Regions from separate parts of the Zea mays genome. Here region 2 is linked to region 1. The links are chromatin contacts, called in public Hi-C maps. All regions are on one chromosome and are shown on one strand. Each heading gives the region's core, a stretch centred on a gene start, on an enhancer-like site or on the middle of the called end of the contact. The rest is flanking DNA. Distances are from core to core; before and after follow the strand shown.

The links. A called contact is a pair of places that touch in the nucleus more often than the background predicts.
Region 2: a contact with region 1 is called in a Hi-C map of leaf, with 7 times the contacts expected there. The contact joins the promoter of LOC103652994 here to the promoter of LOC103652991 in region 1. A contact is called at or near these places in 7 of 25 Hi-C or Micro-C datasets (bundle sheath, ear, endosperm and 2 more).

Annotation. Positions count from the first base shown.
Region 1 is chr4:28,451,269-28,457,212 of Zm-B73-REFERENCE-NAM-5.0, forward strand. It overlaps LOC103652991 (VIN3-like protein 2), which reads right to left and starts at 2,506. Exons shown (of 4, transcript XM_008679970.4): 1 at 2,262-2,506.
Region 2 is chr4:28,630,378-28,636,586 of Zm-B73-REFERENCE-NAM-5.0, forward strand. It overlaps LOC103652994, which reads right to left and starts at 4,012. Exons shown (of 9, transcript XM_008679972.3): 1 at 3,756-4,012; 2 at 2,001-2,298; 3 at 1,791-1,901; 4 at 1,592-1,702; 5 at 1,302-1,412; 6 at 1,117-1,194; 7 at 913-1,005; 8 at 324-470. The coding sequence starts at 2,261. It also overlaps the pseudogene LOC100500983.

The DNA.
Region 1 (5,944 bases), core at 1,256-3,755:
AAACCACAAGTCAAGGTTTAGGCACATGGATAATTATTTTCCATGCACTCCTATTCAAGGCTAAACCTTTGGTTATATTCCATCCCTTTAAGTCTCCTTTTACTGCATCTTCCCATGTCAACTTCGGCATCCCTTACCTCTCTTCCCATTGCTATCACGCCTTAGAATCCCGCTACACACTGGTGGCTCTAAAGGTCTACACTAGACATGTCCAGGAGCGGATCCATAGGGGGGGCGGGGGCAAAGTAGGCCATGGCCCCCTCAATTTTCTATAACCTTTTATACCTAATGTACATCTACTATTAAATATAAAAAAGTTAAGTTTTGGATGGGTTAAACAGTTATGTTCTAGGCCTTATCGTGGTCTAGCCTTTTCGATCCATCCTTCTTCTCAGCCTAGTCCTCGCATCTATCTATCTGTCTTCATTCATCCCGACGTTGCTCAATCCAGTCTGTTCAGATGCCCCCTTCTCGTTGCTGGCCCGTCCATTAGCCTCGATCTCGCTCGCTGCGACGATGTGACCCGTTTCCGTTGGCCGACGAGTTTGGGTGAATCAGCGAGCCCTGGCTCTCAACCGGAGACGTCGCATGACCCTACCCCTTTCGCAGTGCTCCACCCTTTGAGGAGATAGACATTCGACAAGGTTCGCATTACTTCAATTTGGTCAGTAAAAATTTAGCTATATGTTTCATTATATTCTTCATATAGTTTTCTTTTTTAAACTTCTATCGTGTATTGATATGAAACTTGAATTCAACACAAAAGTAGTTTTTATGGTATTATTTGATTTTGTCATGCGGTTTTCTTGGCCCCCTATGAATTTTGGTCCTGCGTCCGTCACTGGACATGTCCAAACATCTCAGCCAGTGTTGGACAAATTTTGCTTCTGGTGCTACCACTAGCCTATCACTTGACCTTCTTGTATGACCACAAACCCAACGCAGCATACACAATTTCAACCCACTTATCCGTTGAACATGTCGTGGTCTAATTACTGTCCTATAAAACTTGCCTTTTAACTTTTATGGTACCCTCTTGGCCTCTTCTCATAAAGAACATAAGATGCTTGAAGACACTTCATCCACGCTGCTTTGATTTTATAGCCAATATCTTCATCAATATCCCCGTCTCTCTATAGCATTGATCCTAAATACCGAAACATATCCTTCCTGGGCACTACTTGACCTTCCAAACTAACATCTCCTTCCTCGTGTGTATTAGTGTCGAAGCACATCTCATATATTGGTTCACAATGCTCATATAATCACCAAGCAACAATTGAGTAACTACATAGTTAATTTAGACTCTAGTTTGGCCCTAGGTTGTGTAACATTTATTTTATAATAATTATTAGGCATGTTTATGTTACCGGAAATGCCGAGATTTTGTAAATATAGTTTCCACAAATTCCAAGTCAAACCCAAATCATAGTTTGTCTGTTATTACACAGATTTGTGATTCAAGTTCTATATGTCCGTGTTTAGATGTTAAAAAAAGTTTGGTTTAATTGCATCAACATGTTCCTATGATTAGAGGAGCTGTCCCACCATATTTCGTAACATTGCAACAAGGGAATCAAGATTGGGCAGAATGAGACACAGGGAACGGCATTGTGTACCCACACAAATATGGAAGCAGCACCATAGAACATATGGGTTGCCTTATGAAGGCTCAACTGAAATTGTCAACAAGATCATATTGCCCGTACATACATTAGAGGGAAAATAATAATTTTATAAATAAGCACTAGAAGCCGTCAAGGCAACAATACAATACAAGCAGGTCATAGACGATAGAGGAACAACTTATCTGCTGGAGCATAATAGTGAGCTTACCAGCCAAACAGAAGCCGCACGGTCGAACAATGCTGGCAATCGTCACTTCAGCTAGACTTGTTTACCTGCTGAACATAACGAAAAGTTTTTGTGGCGTGTCGGACACACCTACACGGCCGTAGATGGTAGAAACAAGCAGTAAAACAGCAGCATTGTCCAAAAGAAAGCCGCTGAGGTCAATGCTGATGAGAACGAGAACCCAATCCGAGCACACAAGGAGGGTCACCGATTAGGTTAGCACCCCAAAAGCGAGCGGAAGGCAAGTGAGGCAATCAATCTATCGGCCACAATAAGAACTGATTGGGGGGATCTCGTCCGAGGAAGGGCGACTTTTTTGGGTGGGTGGGTGTGGGGGGTTTGATTCAATTTCTCAACCCCAATCGAGGATGAGGGAGGGGAGAGTTGAAAATCGGGCCGGAGCTTACCGGATTTCCTCCGCGCGACATTAATTCCGCGGCCCGACCAGGTAGCAATGAGGCGGGCAGGAATCGAAAGCTGCGGCACGGGTGGGAGGAGGAAGGGCAGGCGGCGGGCGTGCTCAGCAGCGGTGATGGTCCCCCCTCGGGAGTTTGGAGATGATGCCGTATTGCCGTGGCCCGTGGTGGTGCGCTATGCTTTTGAGACACGAGGGGAGGGGGGCGTGGGAGTCTGGTTCTGGTAGAGGAGAGCTGCGGTAGCAGAGTCAGACCGGGAGGAAGCGTGGACCAAAGATGGTGGAGGCCCACAGTCACTAAAAAAATGTGGCCCAGGCTACACAGCGGGTGAGAATAACTCCGAGGATCGAGCGTATAACGGTACTACGTCGAGCCACATGTCAGCTCAGGGATTCTTTCCCGTTTTCTGCGCTTCTCTATTTTTTTTTCTCTCTAACTAGGACATCATGCGTCCTTACGACTATCAGGACAACACATTTCAGTTAATAAAAGTACTATGTTCACGCGTTTCAAACGAAGAGTAGGAAACATAGTTTACCTGATAAGATGTTTCAGTTTAAGATCATTTAGTGTAGTTAGTGTAGTGAAAAGAATATAAATATGGTATACATCTATTTATATATGAGAAAATATAACATAGTTTAAGAAGTCAGGGAGAAGACACCGTATTTTTGTAAAAGTTGAGTGGTATATATACAATTAATCTATATCTTTACTAAATCATAAGTTTAAATTAACCACTCAACAAATAATCTATACTGTTCTTTGTGCACCCCATTTATATACATAAAAAAAATTCCCTCTATCACATTGAACAGTCCAGATATTTTTCCCATTTTTTCTCTCATTCACTCACATCTAGGGCTTGTTTGGGATCAAAGGTAATAGAGTGGATCGAGTGGGCTAAAATCCCTCACTACTCAATTTTAAATAGTGAGGGATTCTAGCCCCCTCAATCCCTTCCATTACCCTTTATCCCAAACAAGCCCCTAACGGTCAAGAATGTTTGGATCATCCACCCCACGCGCGCACATGACGCTACCACTGTTGTCCAACACGCACATGTGCAAGATCTCTAGATCGATTCCTGGTGAACCCTATTTTATCTTTTCCTTCTTGCTATTGCGGTCGAAGTTTAAAATATTTATAGAATTATAACAATATAGTATCCGTCCAAAAGAACGTATATCTTTTTCTCATAAGTTTAAGAACGTTTTATAAAAAAAAATATTATTACTATTTATATGACCAAATATCTATACTACTCCTGTTAAGAATACAAAGAGGGCGTCCACATCGAGTCGCGCCCCCACCTGCGCGTGCACGCTCGTCCGTGCGCCCCCGCCCCTGCCTACGCCCGCATGCGTGACCCGGGCTCCCTCACCGCACGTTCACCTTAAACCCTAAACCCTCCTCCCTTCGCGCCCGCCGTCGCCCCTCCGCCAAAACCCCATGCGGAGGAGGCGACCGAGGTGAAGGTGTACTACCTCAACCTCCTGTTGGCAGCACCTTCAGCCGTCGCCTCGCTCAACGGAGCACCTGCCGTCGTGGAGATCCGTACCTGTGCCGCTGCACCAGCTCCCACCCGTTTTCGACCTCCTCCCCCACCGCGCTCCCGCTTGCGTCCTTCATCCTTGGCAGCGTCTCCGGGGAAGACGCTGCAGTCGGGCGCCGCTGAGCCCGCCTTCGCCGCTTGGCCCTGTCCCCAGGGTTCTGGCCACGGGCCGACTTCGGCTAGATCTACAGCTTCACGGGCACGAACACAGTTGCTGCGCCGGTCATGACCGAGAGACGTTCGCAAATACCTCCCGGTTGCGCAGGGCAACGTGCTTGCCTCTTTCTACGGCGGGCCCACTCCCCGCAGTGGCCCCCTCCTTCTCTGCCTTTGTCGTGTAAAAGATGGAGGCGGTATCTCCTCTCCCGCTATTGTGGCGATGGTCGCATCCCTATAGATGGCCATATGGCACTAACATGGTGGGCCGGCCTAGGTACGGCACTAAAAAGCATGGCCCAGGCACGACACAACCTGGTCCATATACTACCGGTGTCGGGCTTGGCCCGTACATAGTGTCGTGTCTGGGCCACCAGCTCGGTCCATAGTGTCAGTCCAGGCCCGACACGGTTAACTGGACTGGCACGGCTATGGCATGGCCTAGGCTCAGCCAACCATATGCCCCCGGTCCCCATCCCAAAGTCGCGCTCGCGCGAGTGCACGACTAAACCCTAAACGTCACCAGCCGTCACGAAGCTGCGAACTCTCCCTCGGTCCCTCCGCCTCCGCTCAACGCTTAGGCTCAGATCTGTCCTCTCTCCGCTCCGGTCTCCCTCTCTGGTCTCTGACTCTCCGACTTGAGAGCACCTAGAGGGGGGGTAAATAGGTGATCCTGTAAAAATCAACACTAAATGGCACAAACTTGGTTTATGAAATGTTAGTGGAATCAAAACCATGGTGCTATGTCTAGAGAGAAATACATGACTTCTTCACTTAATTGCTCTTCACAAGGTGAGTATTAAACTTAGAGCAATTATCAAGTGAGTAGAAGCAGAGAGAATCACACACAAATAACAACAGATGACACATCGATTTTATCTCGTGGTTCAGCCAAGTAGAACACTTGCCTACTTCCACGTTGTGGTATCCCAATGGACGAGGGTTGCACTCAACCCCTTTCAAGCGATCCAATGATCCACTTGAATACCACGGTTTTCTTCCTTATAGCAGATGTTCTCTTTGTGAGGAATCTCCACAAGTTGGAGCCTCTCACCCTTACAATATTGTCACAATGAAAACCACAAGAGTAAGGGAGGGAAGGAAACACACATGAGCTAGAGTCGCAACAACAACATGCACACAAGTCAAGAAACGAGCACACAAACACAGCGCAACGAGTTCACAACTCAATAAGTGCTCAAATCTCAATCACAATTATCCGGATGCGTGCTTGCAGAGTCTAGGCGTCTTAGAATGTTCAATGGAGGCTTTGATGTACTGCTCCATGCGCCTAGGGGTCCCTTTTATAGCCCCAAGGAAGCTAGGAGCTGTTGGAGCTCCATTTGGTAGGCAATTCTTGCCTTCTGTCCGTTGGCGCACCGGACAGTCCGGTGCACTACCGGGCATGAACAGTGCACGATTTCTTTCCTTCTTTGGCGAAGCCGACCGTTGAACCCTTGGTCCACTTGGCACACTGACAGTCTGGTGCGGCCCAGTGACTGTTGGCTCTGGCCACACTTCGCTCGTTGATCGTGCTGCCGATCGTTGGCGCGAGCGTTGTTGGCTCACTGGACAGTCTGGTGCACACCGGACAGTCCGGTGAATTTTAGCCGCAGCATCCTTGGCGATTCCCGAGAGCAGCGAGTTCGTCGCTGAGCAGCCTGGGCACCGGACAGCGTCCGGTGCACCCGCAACGGGTGTTCCACTTGTTGTTTCAGCTGAACTCCTTTTGCTCCTTTTGAACTTGACTTCACACTTTATCCATCTAGATATTCCTTTGCTTAACATTTGTTAGTTCTCACCAAGTGTGTCGTTCATCTAATCACCAAAACAATATGGAAATAGCCCAAGGGCACATTTCCCTTTCAATCTCCCCCTTTTTGGTGATTTATGCCAACACATTAAAAAGCAACTCGTTTCGAACTAACATATCTAGAAAAGCTCAAAAATGCAAGTTGAAGAC
Region 2 (6,209 bases), core at 2,762-5,261, 180 kb after region 1:
GGCATCTGAACCATGTGATCTTTTTACACCACAGGAGCATCCAAAGTAAAAGCTCCAATTCTTCACAGGTCGCACAAAGAAAAACATGCACTTGCAAGATCCTATTCTCCAAGGGGATAGTGTGTTCACCAGGATATGAGCTGGTTTCATGACGTGGAAGGCATCATGACTACAATATGATTCAACTCCCAAATACCCATTACAAACAGATACGTGAAACTTGAGGTGTGCATAAGAGTTATGCTTCCTAGAATTTGTTTCTCTAATGTTTCTGATGGATGAATATATAGTAGTCAGATAAACAAAAGTTGCAAGGAACTCACATGAGTTTGACTTTCTATTATATGAACTTCGCAGATGGTACTCTTCTTTGGTCTCACGGCGCACTGTCTAATATCTCCAGTTTCAAGATAACGGTGCACATCCTTAAAAGAGCGAAATTCATATCCACTGACTGGATCAATGTAGTACTGCACAGATAAAAAAGAATTAGAGGCCAAAAGAGCCAGTTCACTGAAAAATAAACAAAGCAATGTGAAGCAAAATAAGATCTATGGTAGGGATTCTATAACATAGCAAACATAACTGTATGTAGTATCTGCAGTGGTAGTTAGGTTTCTTTTAAAGTAGACACCATCACTCATAAACTAAAACCTTCATCTAAGTAGCCAAGTAGGGCATTGTTATCATTATGGAACATGAAAGAAAGAAATATTGAAGTTCACATATGTTTTCCTCTCTTTCAAAAGGTAGCCGTTCTGTTATATTAGTAATTTAGTATACAAATTTGAAGTACAAGATATTTTTATTTCTTAATATCCAATTTCTATTTTAAATAAATATTGGTAGTGACTTATATATGTTGTTTCGATGAAGAAAAATAACACGAGGAAAACGGTCATGACAGCATACCACATCCAGAAATGAACCATTCTTCCTTGGCCTGTATTCTTTTCGCCATCCATCAGGCAAACCCTCAACAGCCCTTTTGTCCTTGCTTACAGTCTACAAACAACAGATAAGTGTCAGAGTTCTACCTCTAAAGTACCTAAATAGGTATCCTTTTTTGGGGGGGGAGGGGGGGAGGTTTAGGTTTCCGGTTAGAAACTTGCTTGCCTTGGCTACCAATCTTCCACCACCAAGACCACTCCGTGTTCCAGCAGCCTTGTCATTCTTCATCCATCCATCAGGAGTCTTGATTGGATCCAAGATGAAACAAAAGGCAGTAATTTCTCAAAGTCATTATCACATTGCATTATTAGATCACATGAAAAGGGGTGTTTAGCTACAAATATCCATGCCTTGGCAGCAAGGGTTCCTCTGACAAGGCCACTCCGTGTTCCAAGAGGCATGTCTTCTTTCAGTGACCCATCAGCCAGCCCATTAATGACTGATTGATCCTTGCTTAAAGTCTTGTAATAAAACAAAAGATGACAAGTTTCACAATACTAGTCAAGCTGCACTCCTAAGATAAATAAAAGAGCAAACAAGAAAATAATGGATGCCTTGATGCAGGATCGACACACTTGTTACCCTGCACTGAAATTAAATAAATAGAGGGAGAGGGAGGGTTTAGACCTTTTTTTTGTACCTTAACAGTAGGGCTTCTCCTGACCAGCCCACTCCGTGTTCTAGAAGGCATATCTTCACTCAAACTCCCATTGGGAAGCGTCCGCATGCCTGAATCGTCCTTGGTTACAGCCTAGTATAGAATATGACAGGAAACTCTAACGAACATATAACAGTGCACAAAAAACAAACAAAAATTGAGAAGTTAAAAACTAGCATGCCTTGTCAGCAGAGTTCTGTCTAACAAACTCATTTTGAGTCCTAACAGGTATCTCTTTTTTCATCAATCCATCAGGAGACTCCTTCAAGACTGCTTCGTCATTTATTATAGCCTAGCATGTAGGATACAGAAGTGTCAAATCCTAACATACTTGTCATGGTGCAGTCAATAATTTTGTGGTGGCTTAATACTGATTCAGAAACTTTTTTACCTCGACAATAGGAGGGCTACATCTTACATGGTCACTTTGTGACCTCGAACATGAACCATCACTGGAATCCACAAAGCTCTTTATCCTTAAAAGGCCACTTCGAGTTCTAGAACTCGAAACACCACTGGAATCCAGTAAGCCCTTTAATCTTAGAAGCCCACTTCGTGTTCTAGAGCATGAACTGTTGCCAGAATCCATAATGCAGTTTACCCTGAGAAGCCCACCCTGAGTTTTAGGACATTGTCTCCCATCGCTGTGCATAACACTGCTCTTCCAAGCTACTTCAATTCACAACGACCTGCTCAAGTCCACCAAAACAACAAATGTTCTAAAAGCTGCATATATAAATATATATTATTCATCAATTCATGGAAATAGTTGCAGTTAGTAACGACGAATGGGTGATAATGTTCCCAGATCCTCGACAAGAGAAAGTTGGAGTAAACCAGAGGGCAGATATTCACCATTTGTTGCCGTACGAGTGGTTGAGGCTGTCGTGTGCTTTCAATGTTTGTGATCATAAAATTTTCTACAGCGTCAATTTTCTCACAAAAGTTTGGGACTGCTCTAGGTTCCAGCTTCGGCGTGGAGCTGTAGTTTATAATGTAAATTTAAATAGTTTAAAAAATATTTTAAATCTAAATAATAAACAAAATGACTTTTTCTAAAGGTTCATAACTCCAGCTCCACGATTTTCTATAGCAACTAATGACCTGCTCCAAAAACTCCACCAAATTTTCTGGAGCTGGAGCAGCCCAAACACCCCTAAATATCATGTTAGTGTTTTTTACAAGTAAACTTTGGTAGGATTTAAGTAAAATCTATGGAGAGTCATATACCACCAAGGGAATAAATGTGGCAGCAGAAGTGTTTACAGAATGGCCATTAGGCAAAACAAAAGCCAATGCCTTTTGGTCAGGTGGGCTTAAACCTTAAAGCCGGCCTGAAGGCAGAATTTCGCCTTAGGAACCGGATGATGCTCACCTGATCTCCCTTCATCCATCCATAGCTCAGCCCACGAGACCACTGGCTATTTATACTTTTCTATAAACCCTAAAAACCGGACACCTCCAAACCCGAATTTCACCCAGACAGCAAATCACATACTAATAGTCCACTAGGCACCGGTAGCTTAGTAGGAAGCGACGACTAATATGCAAGCATGCACTAGGTGGAAGCGTGCAAGCAGATATTTTACTCCGTTAGATCTAGATCCAACGATATGTCATATTTAGCACTTAAACCCTTCTACCACCATCTGATGTAGCTTTATAAAAAACCTCTAGAAAACCACAATTGTATCTACCGTTGGATTTAGATTTAACAGACAAAAAAATCTGCTTGCACGCTTCACCTAATATGCATACTAGAGAGCGGTACTCATCTCGACCTAAAGTTACGATTTCCCTCGTGCGCCTCTGCTTACCGCACCGAATCGCTGCTCTAGCACCCGGAATTCAATCTTCTTCCAAGCCCATAAATCCACTCCCCAAAGACAAACGCAGCCAGAAGACAGGCCCCAGTTCCCCAAACCACTCTCTCTCCCACTCACATGGACCCCAAATAGAGAGAACACCACGAATCCCCCACGCCAAATTGCCCGACCGAACCAGACCAAATTTCCCGGAGTCCACCGAGTCACATGATCCCATCGCGTCCCCGCGTACCGGAACGCCCGCTCCACCCGCCACCCGAGCCCCGGAGGATGGAGGTGGAGGGAAGTAGTAGAGGGGGCAGAGAGCACGGGTGACTCACCGTCCCATCGGCACGGCGCGGCGGGTGGAGCTCTCGCGGCTGGGGTTAGGGTTCCGGCGGGGTGGGGAGGCGAAGTGGTCGAGCCGACGAGCCGTCGAGATGGCTGAAGACTTTTTTTTTTTTTGGCGTGCAGACTGCAGAGAGAAAGGGAGAGAGACGGGGGAGGGGGACGCTGGACGCCACGCACGCACGCGTCACCTCGTCAGCCGCCTCTACTCGCCTTTCCTCCACTTTACCAAAACAGCATATGTTATATCTATACTATACTTAAAGCACCAGTTTCAACGGTCGTCATACGTCATTTTTTTACAAATAACCCCTCACAGCTATTTCAAATTAATCCGCTGCACGTCTATAGATGTCAAACGACGCCCGACACGGGCTATATGCACGCGGGCCACAACTATGGTACAGGTATGTCATGCCGGCCTGCTAACTGTGTCGGGCCAGCCCGTCGATCCATTTAATTAAATCAGCGTAACAACGTCCGACACGGGCTAGATGCACGCGGGTCACAACTATGGCACAGGCATGTCATGCTGGCCTGCTAACTGTGTCGGGCCAGTCCGTTAGCCCGTCGATCCATTTAATTAAATCAGCGTAAAATGTTAAAAAACGGTGCAGAGGTAAGGTTCGAAACCATGCCCTGATGGAAGAAGGGCGGGAGACACTAGGTGAAACAGTAGAACATCACGCTAAGATGTTTTTAATATTGAATATAAATTGTATATAGGTATATATGTTTTTTGTAAAATAAAAAAATAATCGTGTCGGGCCGGGCCAGCACTACGGGCCGAGCTACAGCCTAAGCACGACACGACGTTCTTTGCTCTTGCAAGCATTAGGTCGTTTCTGAGACCACATTGGCGCAATGAACTACATGGTGTTTGAGGCTGCTGAATTGGATGGAGCAGCAATGATTTGTCACACTAACAACAAAATAAAAGGTTATTGTTGATTTTAAACGTTAGTAATTGCTACGAAATAGCGTAATTTATATGGAACGCATCTAGTGTTTATATGAAATAGAGTTACCTGAGCTATAATCAGAGTCAACATTTTTGTCCACTACGTAGAATTAGGCTGTTATATTTACATAAATTGTTTTCAAAGAGCTGAGTAGGTCATCATATATAATTATACATATGTTGCAAAATAGACATTGTGCAACTCAAAAGGTCGACGAAGATCTGAGTGAAACTTTAGTTCTCGGAGGATTTGATGTCCATTTCTTTTCCGATGCGTATCGTCCCTTATTTGAACCTGTAAACGAATTTTAGAATTTAATAGTCAGCCTAGTATGTAATATATTCCATAGGAAAATATAAATTTTTATTATTCTGAAATGCAGGTACAGAGAAACTGTGTTATATGGTTTGTAGTAACTAAGATTGGTAATGGAACTACGCTATCATAATAGGAAGGAAAATAATTCATATAGGAGAGTATGACACGGAGCCTAACCTTTTAGGTGGCGATTCAATTGTATCTGCTGGTCCTTTTCCTTTGTTATTGGGTATTGTATCAAGCTGCATATATCGAAGTTCTTTATAAAGAAGCGGAAAATATGTAATGTCTTTTAACAAATGTAAATAGAACAATAGTAGAGTATGGGACTCTATTGAAATAGATATATTTGATAAATTGAAATTGGTGTATTGATTGGAATAAAGAATATGATGACATCCTATTGAGTTATAATATTTGAACAAAACTATTCAAATGTACAGAAGATGGCGTACAGTAGTAACAACAACACTTGCCATTCATCATGTCAATAATTGGAAATGGTTGTGTGAAATAGCTATTGTTATTTGAAAGATAGGTAGGAATAAAGTAAGTAATGTCAAATTATTGAGCCATAAAATATAAACATAAGGCTCGTTTAGCATAGAAGGTAGATCAGAGCAAGTATATATAGTATTATAATAGTATATATATCTATAGTAGTGAGGTATGTATATTGCATTATAAGGTGTATGATTTGTTTTTGCTCACTGAAACTTGGATGCTGGATGCTTTGTAAAACTTGTATAAAAGTATGCATGCGTATGCAATGAAAGGAGGAACTGCATTGAATAGAAGAGTTATTTTCAATTATATATTGGTATCAGGTTTAAATAAGCTATGAAAATGTTAATTTGTATAAGATGAATAAACTATGTTAGACGTAATACATGATGTATAATAAGATTACATTGCACAATACCCAAGTAAATGAAACGTAAGGATAATAATTGAGATTCTTTCACACAACACATTAACCAAGACATGGAAAGCAAAATGTTTGGATCTCTAACAGATAGATTTTATCTGATTATGAGAATCTAATATTGGTTGTAACAATGAATTGTTGTACAGTTTAGTAAGTTATGGTACGGTAGTCTAACTCTGTACATTTGACTGTGGTAGAATCAGTTGTTTTAAAATCTGTATTTATGGAACTTTTGAATA